2 separate regions of the Mus musculus genome follow, and region 1 is linked to region 2. A link is a contact called in public ChIA-PET data. All regions are on one chromosome and are shown on one strand. The core of a region is the stretch at or near the end of the contact, and the rest is flanking DNA. Distances in the headings are between cores, read along the strand shown.

Evidence for each region. ChIA-PET counts read pairs in DNA pulled down with a chosen protein or histone mark.
Region 1: a contact with region 2 is called in an RNA polymerase II ChIA-PET map of memory CD8 T cells, with 66 read pairs. The contact joins two enhancer-like sites. A contact is called at or near these places in 1 of 115 datasets of contacts at active chromatin or transcription factors (memory CD8 T cells) and 1 of 9 other capture datasets (adipose tissue).

What each region holds. Positions count from the first base shown.
Region 1 is chr4:62,802,095-62,809,708 of GRCm38.p6, forward strand. No RefSeq gene overlaps it. Among named protein-coding and RNA genes, the nearest start is that of Gm24117, 6.5 kb to the right of the region's middle. Within about 2 kb of position 3,912, at least 76 of the 459 cell types and tissues checked have an H3K27ac peak or open chromatin away from gene starts, as enhancers often do. A contact at or near this core is called in memory CD8 T cells, where this site is marked.
Region 2 is chr4:62,628,757-62,636,297 of GRCm38.p6, forward strand. Rgs3 (regulator of G-protein signaling 3) reads left to right here. Exons shown (of 16, transcript NM_134257.3): 6 at 2,368-2,564; 7 at 5,690-5,773. Among named protein-coding and RNA genes, the nearest start is that of Rgs3, 13 kb to the left of the region's middle. Within about 2 kb of position 1,450, at least 128 of the 459 cell types and tissues checked have an H3K27ac peak or open chromatin away from gene starts, as enhancers often do. A contact at or near this core is called in memory CD8 T cells, where this site is marked.

The DNA of each region.
Region 1 (7,614 bases), core at 2,662-5,161, 180 kb after region 2:
CTTTTAAAATATATTTATTTTCTTATATATTTACATAACAATAATAACTAAAGGAAAAGAGGGCATGAATTTGGAGGTGAACGATAGGAGAGAGTGGAGGGAGGAGGAAATGATGTAAATATATTTTAATTAAATAGAAAACTAAGTGGTGTGAATTTTGGGACACAGACATAATCGTATTCACAGCGATGGTCACAACTTTAGATGATGTTATTTATCATGGAAAAGAGAGAAGTAGGCAACTTTAGCAAGTATAGAAAAGGAGCAAAAGCAACCCAAGGGGAAAGGGAAGAAGGTTGTTACACTACAGACAAAGCCGACACGAATACATTAGAGATGACGACCACCACCACCACCTCAGCAAAACCAAAGAAGCCAACATCACCCAATGGAACTGACAGATAAGACCAAGGTCCTGCTCTTCAGAGGGATAATGTGGTGGTTTGAATATGCTTGGCCCATGGGAAGAGGCACTATTGGGAGGTGTGGCCTTGCTGGAGAAAATGTGTCACTGTGGGGGTGGGCTTTGAAGTCCTATGCTTAAGCTCCACCCAGGGCAGAAGAGAACCTCCTCCTGGCTGTCTGCAGAAGAGAGTCTCCTCCTGTCTTTTTTGGATCAAGATGTAGAGCTTTTGGCTCTTCCAGCACTAAGTCTGCCTGCATGCTGCCATGCTTCCCACCATGACGATAATGAACTGAACCTCTGAACCTGTAAGCCAGCCCCAATTAAATGTTTTTCTTTGTCAGAGTTGCCTTGGTCATGGTGTCTCGTCACAGCATTTGAAATCCTAACTAAGAGAGAGTAGTGAATATACCAACCTCTGGCAAATTCAGTCCAGGGAAAAAAGAATATGGAATCAAAATGAGGAAGGAGGGATTTGTATGTGCGGGATTTGTACAGCAAAGAATCCGTTTAGCTCATAAGAAACGTCTTCATTAAAATGGGCAATTTTATCAAAATCTCTAATTATCACAGAGCCCTAAAATATGTCTCTTGTTCTTGTGACAAAAATCAGCCTCAATGATACCCAGGCAGCCTCAACTCCTTCCTGTCATTGTGTTCCCTCCTGGCAAATTACAAATGAGCTAAATAGCCACACAGTGACAATGTCTGCCGGGAGCGCCACTTGTCAAACCCGGCTTCAAACTCTCACCAAGTTGTACCAGGGCCTCTAGCAGAGATGACGTCATCTGACCAAGGCTCTGATTTTCTCTGGTTCTGCGTGCCATCTTGGCCATTGCTGGCCTCCCAAGTCACCTGTGGCCTCTTCTGCTTGGCTAGGCCTGAGATCTCAGCGTGTGTTTCTCTGAGATGTCTGTCTGTCAGACACTCCTAAGTTCCTGTGCAGTTCCAGTCTCTCAAACTGAGCTTTCTTCCTGGAGTTCTAGTTGTGAGACTCTCCATACAGTGGGCTCCTCAGCTACACCCTGGAAGAAGCACCAGATAGTGCCCCGAGTGCCGCTTCTGCTGAGATGCCAGAACATAGGGGTGAGGGCCTCCCTTGTACACTCTTTGCGTTGACAGTGACAGTTCCTTCCTCAGTTTGAGTTCTCTGTAAACACAAACAGACATTCTGGATGGTAACCGTGGCTTACGTCTCCAACTGTCTTTTTCTACATCTGCGTCAGGAAACTATGCAGACACCCAAACCCAACACTCAGATGCCAGCTAGGTGTGTGACCATTGTCTGCCATACTTATCAGGAGAGAAGTAGTAGTTTGTCATATACCACTTTTATTTAGCAATAATTCATCTCAAAATACTGCACTTGAAAGGAAACCAAAGAGGGAAGAGATTTTGGGGTTCCATCTTACTTCAAAGCTTTTCTAAGAGAAGGGGTGTCTGAGTTAAGAGTCTTGGTTCTTTTTCTGTTCCCACATTTCAGTCTTCCTGAAAGAGGAGATTGTGAAGATAGAATCTGTGAGTGGACATCTCTGCCACATGGAAGAGATAATGGAAGTCCCTGCACCCACTCTCTGGGGAGATCTTGCCATGGAGAGTTTCAGATTTTGGTTTGGCATATTAGTCTAGGTTCTGGCATTATAACAAAACACCAAAGGCTGGATACTTTATAATGAAAACAGGCCTAATTTGCAGGATGAAGTTCCAAGATCTAGTAACCTCATCTGTTCCGTTCTCTGGTGAGGTCCTAAGTTGACAGCAGTAGCAGGTGTAGATGCTCAGATGCAACAACACAGTGAGACGAAGCAGACAAAACTGAGCAGTTGGTGTCTTTCTATGACACAGGCTCTCTTGGGGACTGTATTGGTTACTTGTGGCAGTGACAGAATTCCCAACAAAAATGACTTAGTGAAGAAAGTGTTTATCTCAGCTCACTTGGAGGGCACAGCCCATCATAGCAGGGAAGCCATAGTGGTAGGAATATGGGGGGACTGGGGAAGCCGAGAGCCAGGAATCCTGGCGCTTAGCTCACTTTTTCCTTTGTATTCAATCTGGGACCCCAACCCAAAGAACGGTGCGGCCATGCTCAGGGAAGGCCTTCCTTCTTCAGTTAACCTAATCTAGAGAATCCTGCAAAGCCTCGATCCTGCCAAGATGACAGTCATGTTAATCCTCATGGAATGAGCCAGGGTCTTGTTGTAACATTAATTCCCCCCCCCCCCCAAGACAATGTTCCCACTGAATATCCCCACTTTCCCTTACATCCCATCACTTCTCAACATGCCCACGATGAGGACCAAGCTTCGGGCTCCTCAAGTGTTGGGGACTCACTCAAACCATAGTAGTTGGGGTTCTGGGAGGATGGGTTGCAGTCCTCCAGAGAAACAGAATAACAGTGTGTGTGTGTGTGTGTGTGTGTGTGTGTGTGTGTCTGTATTGACTCTGCAAAGATACCACATACTCTATCAACTGTTTGTCAAGTGACCTTCATCAGAAACAATACAAAAGATAACAGGGAAGTAGCCACTAGAAGGGCCAGTCCCATTCCATTAGCTTTCCTCACTGGGGTCCTCATATATCTGAGTGCACACATATTTGCAGAACACAGGCATTTGCAGTGCACACACATTTAAAAAAAGATTTTATTTATTTATTTATTTGTTTGTTTGTTTATTTATATATTTATTTAGTATATATGACGAGTTGCTATCTTCAGACACACAGAAGGGGGCATTGGATCCCGTTACAGATGGTTGTGAGCCACCATGTGGTTGCTGGGAATTGAACTCAGGACCTTTGGAAGAGCAGTCAGTGCTCCTAAGTGCTGAGGCATCTCTCCAGCCCCATGCACACACATCATCTGCAGTGCACACACATCTGCAGTGCACACACATCTGCAGTGCACACACATCTGCAGTGCACAGAATTGCCTCTGAAGAATCAAGAAGACATTCCAGAAGGAGGTCCAGGAAATGTGGACTCAGGTTCTTGCAGCTGTCAGTCTCTGATACAACACTTCACAGGGATTGATTCACTGTAATAAACACTAGCTAACAAACATGTAAGGAAACTGAGGCACAGAGGCTCAGCAACTTGTCCGGGTTTAAGATCAGACATAGAACCTAATCTAGCAGACTCTGGAGTCTAGGTGTGGAGGCTCTGCTGTCTGCCTGTGACAGGGATGGCAGGTTCTCAGTGGGGCGAGCTTGGGAGGGGCCAGAAGATGCAGGAATGTCTTCCAGCTGGAGGTGGCACTTAGGAAAAGTGCCAGTAAGGAGGAAGGAGCAGCTCCTTAATTCAGAGGTGGGGCACTGGGGAGAATGTTGCTGGCAGATGAGAGAGGACATAACAGACAGCTCCAGGGGCCTGAGGACACAGCACCATGACACCACAGGGACAGCAAGCCAGCAGCTGCAGACTTCCCCGGCAGGCAGCTACGCATAGCACTGCCTGCTGCTGGCTCCTCAGCTCTGGGAACCGGCAGAATGCTTCTTCCTGCCTGGTTCCTTCCCGGGCTTTGGCTTCTGACACACTGACCCACTTCACAAGCAGCTGCAAGCTCTGCCTACCTCCCTGGAAGACGCTGTCCTCAAAGGCTTACTCCTGAGCAATCAGACAGGAAACCAAAAGGTCGGGGAGCTCTGTGTACTCCCACTGACAGAGTGACTGACTGGCCCTGTCATCTGAGGTTACCTGCAAGGTCCACTCCCCTCTGGAAGGCAGTAGTGAAGTGTCTGTTTGCTCACGTCTCAGTGAGCCAGGAAACAGAATGTGAACCTGGCATTTCACTTTCTCTCTTCTCTCTCTTTTATTCTGTTTGGAACACCAGCCATGGGGTGGATCTGCCCCATAAACAGAAGGAATCTTCTCTCTTAGGTGAACTGTCTCTGGAAATGCCCTCACAGATACACCCTTGGTATACACCCATCCTCACTGATGCCCTAGGCTTTCATTTTTCAATTAAGTTAACAAAGTCAAAATAGACCACGAAATCCATCCGTCCCATCGACTCTTGTGTCCATTTGTTCAGCAGCCTCTTGGATACACACACCAATCACGCTTTGCCATTTTTCTAGCCCAAATCCAGGCAAGGGGACACCAAACATTAGTCACCACGGCAAGATATCTGTGTGGGCCAACAGTCACTCATCAACAAGCACTGTTTGAGGACCTTCTGTGGTGTTCAGGGAAGGCATACTTGATCAACACTGGTGGAGCCATGTTGGGAACTTCTCTTCCGTAGGACATTCCTCCTCCTCCACATGACCAGACTGACCTCATCAAAGTCATCTTCTCCTTTTGGATTCTCTGCCCCCATTAGTGATACCACAAAGAACCCAAGAGTTCAGTCAGAAAGTGTCCCTGGCCTCTCGATTCATTTGTGGCTTACACTGAGTCCATGGTGCTGCCTTCAAAGCCTCTTCCTGCCCTGGTTTCCTGTCTCCCTGTGATAAGAACCCACTGTGTGGGCCTGAACTGTACTTCCTCCCAGCAGAGTCTGTGCTTTGGCCCTAACCACCCTCTTGTCTGTTATTGTTGCTACTTTCAGACTTAAGATCCTTTTCTGGTTTCCTTCTGTCCCCAGGGCAGCAGGACCAACTGGGCAGCAGGACCAAAGCCCGGCAGTATTCCTGATTGTGTGCCTCTCTGAAGCTCTACTCAATCTCTCACCTGTGACAGGACCATGGGAAAATAAGCCTTCCAGAGCTCATGGAGATGACACCTTGGAGGGTGGAACACTAACCCAGTGGGACCAGTGTCGCCATAACACAGCAAGAATGCTTGTTGTGTGGCTTTTCCTAAGGTGACATTGAGGGTATGGGCCCTGAGATAGCAGAAGGGGACATAATATCCTCAGTTTGAGTTTTTTTTTTTTTTTTTTTTTTTTTTAAGATGGCTTTTTACCCCCAACAATAGACAGTTTCAATTTCACTGGGGCTTTTTTTCTTTAGTAGTAAGTTTTTATTTCTCTGAAATGCAGCTCTTTTTCCCTCCCATGCAACAAGTCTCTCTGTCATACCCCAGAGAGCCGGAGAAGTTGGGGAGTCTGCTCTCATGGCAGTCAATCAACAATTACAGAGCCAGAGACTCAGCCCCTGCTATAGAAGGGACACAGAGACACCATTAAACCAGTACACAAAAGGAGGGAGAGGGACCACGTGGTAAGGCACCTAAACCCCTTCGAGTGATTGCTCCCCCAAATCTGAGGCCCTTCTCCACCCGAGAAACCGGTAACACTTGCCAATGAGCACATTCATTTTATATCTCACCATTTCTGTTTTTAAAAATCTAATGGGCAATTGGACACGCAGACTTTGTGTGCCCCGGTACAGGGGAACGCCAGGGCCAAAGGGGGGGAGTGGGTGGGTAGGGGAGTGGGGGTGGGTGGGTAAGGGGGACTTTTGGTATAGCATTGGAAATGTAAATGAGCTAAATACCTAATAAAAAATGGAAAAAAAAAATCTAATGGGCAAAGAAAAAGAACCCACCCACTAGCCACTATCAATGTGAGCAATTCACCCTAGATGAGGCACTGACAACGGGCCAAAGGAACAAGCCTACCTAAGTTCGACTTGGCAAGCCAGCGAGTTCAGTAGGTTCCTTACAGGGCTACTCAAAGGCAGATGCATCACCAGAGTGGAGTATGTGGGCCGCAACTTGCAATAGCTGCTCCCCAGGAGTACCCTGCATGCCAGTTTGGAGAATCCCCTCTCCTCAGTAGTAATTACTGTTTTGGTAACTGTGAGGAAGGGATTTGTGACGTTTATTTCTGGAGTCCCATGTGTCTTCTGTATTCCCTCCAGGAGGGGTTGTTTCAATTCAGAAGCTGCGGTGCAACAACGCTCAGCACCCACCCCTGATGCCCAGCAGGAGGCGCTCTCAGAGTCCGCCTGAGCACAGACTGACTCCAAATAGATTTCCTGCTCTGAGCCCTTGCCTCCTGCTCTCAGGACACCCGAACCAAGATATCTCCCCCCCCCCCCCCCACGGAAGAAGAGGTTCTTTTATTCTTTCTCACTAAGCCATTCACCATTTGATGTCGTGAAGGTCTGCATAGGTGCCTGTCCTAGTTAGCTTTAATTGTTAGCGACACAGCCTAGAATTATATGAGAGAATAAATTCAATTGAGGAATTGCCTAGAGTAGATTGATCTGGGGCGTGACTATGGGGAATTATCTTAATTAATCATTGATGTAGGAGAGCCCAGCCAGCCCACTGTGGGTAGCAGCATTCCCTAGAAAGGTGGTTCTGGGCAGTATAAGAAAGCTGACTAAAGCCGGGCGTGGTAGCGCGCGTCTTTAATCCCAGCAACTCGGGAGGTGGAGGCAGGCGGATTTCTGAGTTCGAGGCCAGCCTGGTCTACAAAATGAGTTCCAGACCAGCCGGAGCTACACAGAGAAACCCTGTCTCAAAAAAAACCCCTAAAACCAAAACAACGAACAAAAAAACAAAAACAAAAACAAAAACAAGAAAGGGAGAAAGAAAAAAAGAAAGAAAGAAAGAAAGAAAGAAAGAAAGATTAAGAAATAAAGAAAGCTGACTAAGTAAGCATGAGTCTGTGAGCAAGGCAGAGAGTACAGCAGCAAGCAGCACTCCTCCATGGCTTCTCTTTCAAGTACCTGCCTCGACTTCCTTCAAGGATAAACTGTGATCTGGAGATGTAAACCCTTATGTTTCCTAAGCTGCGTGTGGTACATGTTTTATGATAGAAATAGAAAGGAATCTGGGACAGTGCCCAGGTCCTCCACGTCACTCTGATCTAGAAGAAAATAGAGAGCTGTCCTTTGTCTAAGAGCATGCCTCACTTGGCATTTGCAGCAGGTCCTCCATCAGCGCTGCAGACTAAATGAGCAGAAGCAAGGTGCTTGCCATAAATACAGCCAGCCAATGGGTAGAGGGAATGTTCTCAACCTTATAAAGGGCACTTATAAAAGCAACAACAGAAAAACCATAATCCCATAGAACAGCAAGGGGCTTCCCTGTGGTCAGGAACATGCTCAGAATGCTTCCTCTTGCTGTTTCTTTTCAACACGAAACCAAGAGTTATAGTTAGAGAATCAGAACAATTTCCATTCTCATGTGAAAAGGATCAATTATTTATTTTTGAATTGACAAAAATTATATATACTTGTGGTATACAACATGCTATTTTGAAATATGCATACATGCTGGAATGCCCGAATCAAATCTGTGAATATCTTACCCCACCT
Region 2 (7,541 bases), core at 200-2,699:
ATGCCCCAAGGCCGCTGTTCTTTGAAAGTTTACCACCGCCAGAGCCAGAGCCAGAGGGCTGCCAGGGCTCGCCTCAGAAGCTCAGAGCAAAGCCATATAATTACTATGTTTGGTCAGTGAAACAGGCGCTAGAAGAAATGGAGCTGATACAGGTTTAGGCCAGACATCCTCACAAGAGGTGACAGGTGGAAGTTTGCCTTCGTGGGGCTCAGCAGCCGGCCTGCAATCTGGATTGTTCTAAAAAAAAAAAAAAAAAAAAAAAAAAAAGAATAACTTGGAAAAAGAAAATTCAGCTCCGGAGAACCACACCCCTTGCCCCATATCCTCAGAGTGGCTTGTCAGTGCTCCTTTAGGGAGTGGCTACCACCTAGATTGGGCAGGTCCTGGCTTGTGTCCTCTACTAGCTGAATGACCTTGGTCCATTCATACAAGAACGCTATACCTCTGTTTGCTGGAAAATGGGGCTAAGCAGTTCTCTCCTCTCTGGAAGCAGAGAGACGGGTCAGGTGGCTGCTTTGTGACTCTTGAGATCTAGGGTGAAGATTCTTTGACAGTGCTGGGCAGCCGGGCCTAGGGAAGAAATCTCTTGTAAGTCTGAGACTTAGAGCCCCCACACCTGGATTTTTCCACTGTGGATTGCATCCTTCCCTCATTTTGGTCTGGATGACCTCAGCCCCTGCTTGTCAGCCCTGCATGGTTTTACCTTCCCTGATCCAGGCTGTGCTTTGTCCGGCTAGCCTGTCTGTTTCCAGACTGTTCTGTGACCTAACTTACGGCGTGCTTCCAGGCCTTCTCTGCCATGCTACCGCCAATGGCTGGCTTCGTGTTGGAGGTAATCAATCCATCCTGCAATCACACACCAGCCTGGCCTCCAACCCCCGTTTCTCATGGGGCCTTTTTGTTAGTTCCGCACTGACTCAGCTGGACAGAGAGAACTGTCTCAAATAGGGAAGGAGCCTGCTCCGTGCACAGTTGCTCAGCATTCCGGGCTGCACAGTCAGCTTTTGAGTGAGGAGGACATGGCTCACATTCAAGGTGTCTTGTCCAACTCAAGTCTAGGGTAGGTCTTGAAACATAGGTTGTATTTTTACCAGTGGAAGAACAGGCTACTGCACAGACAACCAACCTGTCAACCCCCAGGGCCAGGCCAGAAAGAAAGCTATGGGACACTTCTCCTGCATCTGTGCCTCCTGTCCCCATCTGGGTCCCTGTTCTTTGTATTGTCTCAGCCACCCTTGAAGAGTCAGGAAGTGGTTTGAGTGCTGTGGCCAGGCTGCGATCTGGTCACTTGTGGGGGTGGGGGAGAGTTGATTTGTTTTTCTCACCTCTCAGTGAGAAGGAGCATGGAGGGGGAGGGAGAGGGAGCAAGTGTGAAAACCTTCTGGGCTGTTTCCTCTTCTCAGTGGCCTTTGCGTTGGTGGGGAGCTTCCCCAAGACGGAGTTGGTTCAGGTCACCTGCTCACTGTCTGCAGAAAGCTAGAGGACGCCTGGGCTCTGAGACACAGGCTGGGCTCCTTAGTCAGGGAGAGTCTGGCTGGTTTCCCCTGGCAGCGGGAACCCTAGGAAGGAGATCAGGAGTGTGTGAACCTCATCGCTCAGGCTCGCTCCTACCTTTTCATTCAGAACACACACAGCAAGTGCCGTGTGTTAGTCTATACAAATTGATGGTGGTGGCCAGGTAGCTCCTGCTAACCTTGGCTAGTGGAAGTGTGGACCCTGGAGCACACGGGCAAAGCATGTTGTCTCCATTATCGCAGGGAACAGACTTTTGTGCCTGGCTGGTGATGAGCAGGCGTTCCGAGGTGGGGTGGTAACAGGATGAGCGTGTGTGCCCTGTCCTGTCTCTTGCAAAGCTACCTCTGCTCCAATTCACGTTCCATGTGGGACGGCAGATGCTGTGAGGTCAGCCCTGAGTGTTTAGACGGGAGTTTCTGTTGCATTGTGATTTTGTTGCTGCTGTTGTTTTGAGATGGGATCTTGTTGTGCAGCCCGGGCTGCTCAGGCTTCAAGTTCTTCGATTTCGGGTTTCTGAATTCTGAGATTCTTGGCGTGTGCCAACATGCCTAGACAATTTCTTGATTTTCAAACGCCCAAGGCTGATAAGTGGATAGCTTTGTTTTGGTGTCTGGGTCACTGGGAGGGGTGGGGTGGCAGGGCAACACTCCCTGTCACAGTTGTGGGCTGATGGCTCTATCCTGGCCCTGGAGTTGCTCTTTTTCTTCCCACTCAGGAATCCTCAAGGCCGAGGCTGAGCCTGGTTGGAGTGGGATTCACTAAATGGACATTGTTCCTTGTTCTTACGGGGCGGGGCTGGATCCCTCAAGAGACGATGAAAGTACCTCATTGTCCCCAACCTCTGTTCCACAGAACCGGGGACTACTACTAAAGGGAAATCGTACACCGGCCTGGGCAAGAAGTCTCGGCTCATGAAGACAGTGCAGACCATGAAGGGCCACAGTAACTACCAAGACTGCTCAGCCCTGAGACCGCACATCCCGCATTCCAGTTACGGCACCTATGTCACCCTGGCCCCTAAAGTCCTGGTGTTCCCTGTCTTTGTGCAGGTGAGCCTGTGGCACACCCCAGGGGTCCCCTCAGGAGGAAGTGAGAACAGTAAGGGACCTTGGTTCCAGGAACAAGGGTGTAAACTCATCCAGGATTCAGGGCCCTCTCTGGGGACAGAAAAATAGTTTCCTAGTCTGGAGGTTATAAGGGAAGCAGACGTTTCCAGAAGGCTATGTGGAAAAGTGTGGAGCCATGAGAGGGTCCTTGCCCTCCCTTCCCAGCTCCCTCATCCTCTGGGGCCGGGACAGGTGCACTACAGAGTCTGGCAGTGATGTCGGCTGCCTCACCCAGAGGCACTTATGTGTGAAACTGACTGAGGGAGAGAGACTGTGTGGCTGGTCCCTCTGCTCAGGCAAATGCATCAGGATAGCAGTAGTGGTGCAGGAGCACAGAGCAGAAAGTCACGGGAGTCACACACTTCACCCCCTCCCCCTCCCCCCCCCCCGTAATCTCCCACTTCTTCATGTCTCCCCTTCCTCCTTCCCCTCTTCCTGCCAATGAGTTAATAAGCATCCAGAGTCTTGGGTTCCGGTAGAGCATTTCCAACCATGATTTGCCGTCTTCCCCCTCTTCTCCCACACCCCTGCCCCTGGTACGTCTCTGCTGTCATAACGTCTTTTCCACCCTTGTGTCTTCTGTGTTCTATACCCCTCTTTCCTCAACAACGCTCCTCTCCTCTTGTGGTTCTTTTTCTGGCTCTATGGCTCATACCTACACACACACACACACACACACACACACACACACACACACACAGACATACATACACACACATAAAATAAAAGTATCGAAAGCTAGATTCTGTATATGAGAAAGCATATACTATATGTTTTAGATCTGCCCATTTTATGCAAATGCTATAATTAAATTTTTATGGCTGGATATAAGACCATTGAATGTATATACCTCATTTTCAAGATGAGCTTGTTTTTTTTTAAAAAATAAGTAGATAGTTACCATACGACCCAGTCATGCTACTACTGAGCAAAGGACTTTATATCCTAGACAAAGATCCTCGAATGTCTGTGTTTATTGCTGCTGTGGCCAAAATACTAAGGGACTAACAGCTTAGACAGCCTATTCACATGGTGAATAGGTAGTAAACATGTTCTGTATTTCTTTCCTCTCAGATCTTTATTTATTCTGCCCCTTGGATATCACTTTATGGCCCTTTAGGTCGTTCACACATTTTTTTAAATGTAAGAAGCTCTTATTTCCCCACCATGTTGTTCTCCACCCCCTCCCCACACACACTTTCCCTTTTCTTGCAGTGCTGGGGACCATACCCAAGGCTTTGCTCGTGCTGTCCCCAGACAAGCACTGAGCTATGCCCACAGTCCTTGGCTTTGTAGACAGCCTTTCACTATGTAGCTCAGGATGGCCCAACTCGATCCTCCGTCCTCAGTGACCCAAGGACTAGGGTCATAGGTGCGTGCTACCTGCCTGGTTATTTTTGGTTTTGTCTTTTAATTTTTATTACAAATTAAGTCTGGTGAGCCACCCCAGTAGGGAAAGGTGCATGCCGCTGAACCTGACAACCTGAATTTGATCCCTGGGGCCTGTATGGCAGAAGGACAGAAATGACTTCTGCAAGTTGTCCTCCTACTTTCACACCCATTGCATCCACATGCCTGTTCCACATATACGTCTCTGTGTGTGTGTGTGTGTGTGTGTGTGTGTGTGTATGTGCGCGCACACGCATGCATACATGCCTACTCCCACGTGTATATATGTGTATGTGTACATGCCTGCTCCACATATTATGTATTTTTGCACATACACACCTATAAGAGTAGTACAGTTTTTAAATTTGTAAATTATGTTTTGAGGGTTTGTTGTTTTGTTTTGATTTTTAGTATTTTGGAGAAAGGGTATCTATATAACCCTGGCTTTCCTCAACCTCTCTGTAGACCAGTCTGGCCTCGAATTCACAAAGATCAGTCTGTCTCTGCCTTCTGAGTGTTGGGGTTAAAGGTATGTGTCACCACCATTCCCAGTTTTAATTGGTTTTTAAAATTTTAAAAACTGAAAAAATTTAAACTGTGAAACACTCAAGCCAGAAAGTGGTTGGTGCATGCCTTAGGAGGCAGAGGCCAGCTGCTCTACAGAATGAGTACCAGGACAGCTGGGAAGCTGAGACTACACAGAGAAACCCTGCCAAAAAAGAAAGAGTGGGGAGCAGGGTGGGGTGGGGGAGAAAGACTTAAGATAAGAATGGCTTAAGACTTACATATGCCAAACAGAGAATCAGAGTGAATACCTACCGAATAGCCGGTAGCTGTCCACATAGATGCTGTCCACATCGATGCTGTCCACACAGACGCTGTCCCACCTCTTCCATATTACGGCGCGCTCCCTTCCCACCAGAGACCTCCCCACCTTGCTTGATGACTGACCTCCCTCTGCTTTCTGTCAGATTTCCCCATCTGTTTATGCATAGCCTATGTTTGAAGTTTCATCCGAGCTGTAGTACACAGTTGATGCCTATCTTGTCATCTTTCTACATCCCTTGCTTAAGGTCAGGGACTTGGTGGTGGGGGGGGGGGATGTGTGATAAATGTACACTCCCAAGGACAGGTGTCCCTTTGAGGAGGGTCAGGCAGAGTTTGGGCACGTTCTTTGAATCGGACAGGACAGGGTGGTGGGACTAGAAGTCTGAGTAGGAATCAGTTGCTGAGATGAAGGAGTCAGTTGGCTCAGCCTGGGACCTGAGCAGGGCGGGGATCCGCCTGGCCTTGAAGAGACTTGAGTGGCCATATCTCTTGGCATAGGGCCCTCAAGATGCCTCGTGGGCCTGACAGCAGAGACCTCCCTCTGAGGCACACACAGAATGGAGGCGAGCTGAGTGCTGGAGCCCCAGGGTGGGGGCGGACATCAGGGGAGAACTGCAAGGCCCTGAGCCTGTGGCTGAACTTCCTGTAGAGAGAGCAGCTCTTTTGATCAGGCCTGGCTGGGCCGAGCTAGAGCAGAGTCTTTCTCTTTCCATTGCGGGCGGGCGGGCGGGGGCGTGAGGGTGCGTGGGGTCAGGGGTAGGGAGGAGGAGGGCAGGCAGTCTTGTCTTCTCCTCTGCTCTGGCTTTGGCAAGCTGCCCTTTGCATCCCACTCAGCGTGACTAGTTTTTCAGCCCCTAGATCTCTGTAACCCTGCCCGGACTCTCCTGCTGTCGGAGGAGCTGCTGCTGTATGAGGGGAGGAACAAGACTTCCCAGGTAAGACCTGCACAGCCCTGCTGGAAACCAGCTGTGTTTCCTTCCCTCACTTTCTCTCTTCCTTTGGAGCACTAGACAGCCTCAGGGTGGAGACCTGAAACTCTTCCAAAAGCCTTATGGAGAGGTCACCCAGCTCTTGTTTACCGGCTAGTTACAATCTCTCTCTCTCTCTCTCTCTCTCTCTCTCTCTCTCTCTCTCTCTCTCTCTCTCTCTCTCTCTCTCTCTCAAGGTTGATCATTAGTATGGTCAAAGCATACCTCTAGTCTCTAAAAAGACATCTCATTGTTTATCCCAGGAGGAGAAAAGATAACAGTTTATCCCAGCTGAGATAAGCAACCCTGAAGATTAAAGTCTAGCCAAAGAGAATCCTTAGAGGAATGTTGGAGTCTTTCTATAAAGAACCCAAGCCCAGACCCCCTTCTGAGAGCTCAGTCTATGGCCACCCTCCATTACCCTCCCCCAGCTCTAGCCTTGTCCACAGGGGTCAAGGGATAGGTCATTCTTCCTGGGAACCAGCTTATCTCTAGCTGGGAGGACATCCCTCACCCACACAGTGGAAAGGTCAGAGAGCTTGGACATCGGAAGTCTGTATCCAGCCCCAGCTCTGTCACTGGCTTCTGGTGACTTCTGCCATCCTCATCACCCTTACCATCTGAGCAGTGGGTCTGTGCGTGCTTGGGGCAGAGGGCAGGGTCTGAGGTTAGCTCCTTGTAGCTTTATCCTCCTGGACACTCTGGGCAACTGGAGCTAACACCGGAAGTTGGCTTTGCTTGTGTTTTGTTGTAAGCAAGCAGATCAGGACACCTATGTTCCACACGAGTATTGTCTCTTTAAGGAGGGCTCCCCAGGGAGGCTGTGTGCTTGTCCCTCCCCTGACTGGTGACTTGTCTTGTTGTATAGGACTCAAGGGCATGAGATGGTGGAGGAGTCAGTCATTAAGGATTGGCCTGGGACAGTAGCTCTGCATTTGTTGTCTTAGGCCAAAGAAGGTTAATAATGGATATGGCCGCTTGAAAGTATGGAAAAGCAGGATATAAGCATTATTCAGAAAGATTGGAAAGTAAGCAAAACTGGAAAGAGGAGTGGGGGTCCCCAGGGAAGAAAAATCCCCTGGCTTTCCTTCCTTTAGGTTTTATGAAGCAATGACAGAAACTAGACAGACAGACAGAAGCCAGTGGTCGTCTCTGTTGAGGTCGGTTAATTCTCTGGGCTGTCATGGAACAAGCCCACATGCTCTATGTCTGCCCTCCTAGACTGACCAGGGAGATGGATCACTCGCTGCTCATATGCTGCCCACACAGTGATGGGTGGCTGAAGCCTCGCTCCACTCCTCTCTGACTTTAACTTTGACCTTGACTCTCTGCTAGTTCTTAGTCCCTTGACTCGGCCAGCTACTCACCAGCCTAGTAGGTTTCTCCAGGACCACTCATTGTGCTAAGCCGGCTCTCTCATTTACAGGCTCAGCTTGTGGCTTTACCATGGCAGAGGTAATAGTCCACTCTGTTCCAGCCACCGAGGCATAGTCCTTTCGGTTACCTCGTCTGTGGCGTGGCTTAGAGTGCCTCCTGGGTGAATCTTCTTGTTAGAAGCCACCCTGGCTTACAGTTTAGCCTGTCGCAATCAGCTACATTGGAGTCAAGGATAGATGAAGGAATGAAGGCATCTTAAATTATGCTCTAAGGGGCGGGCCTCTGGAGTCAGTGGCCTGCTGTCATTGGCCCAGAGCCCTGCCCCTCCTTTTATCTGACCAGCTTGGATATCTCATAG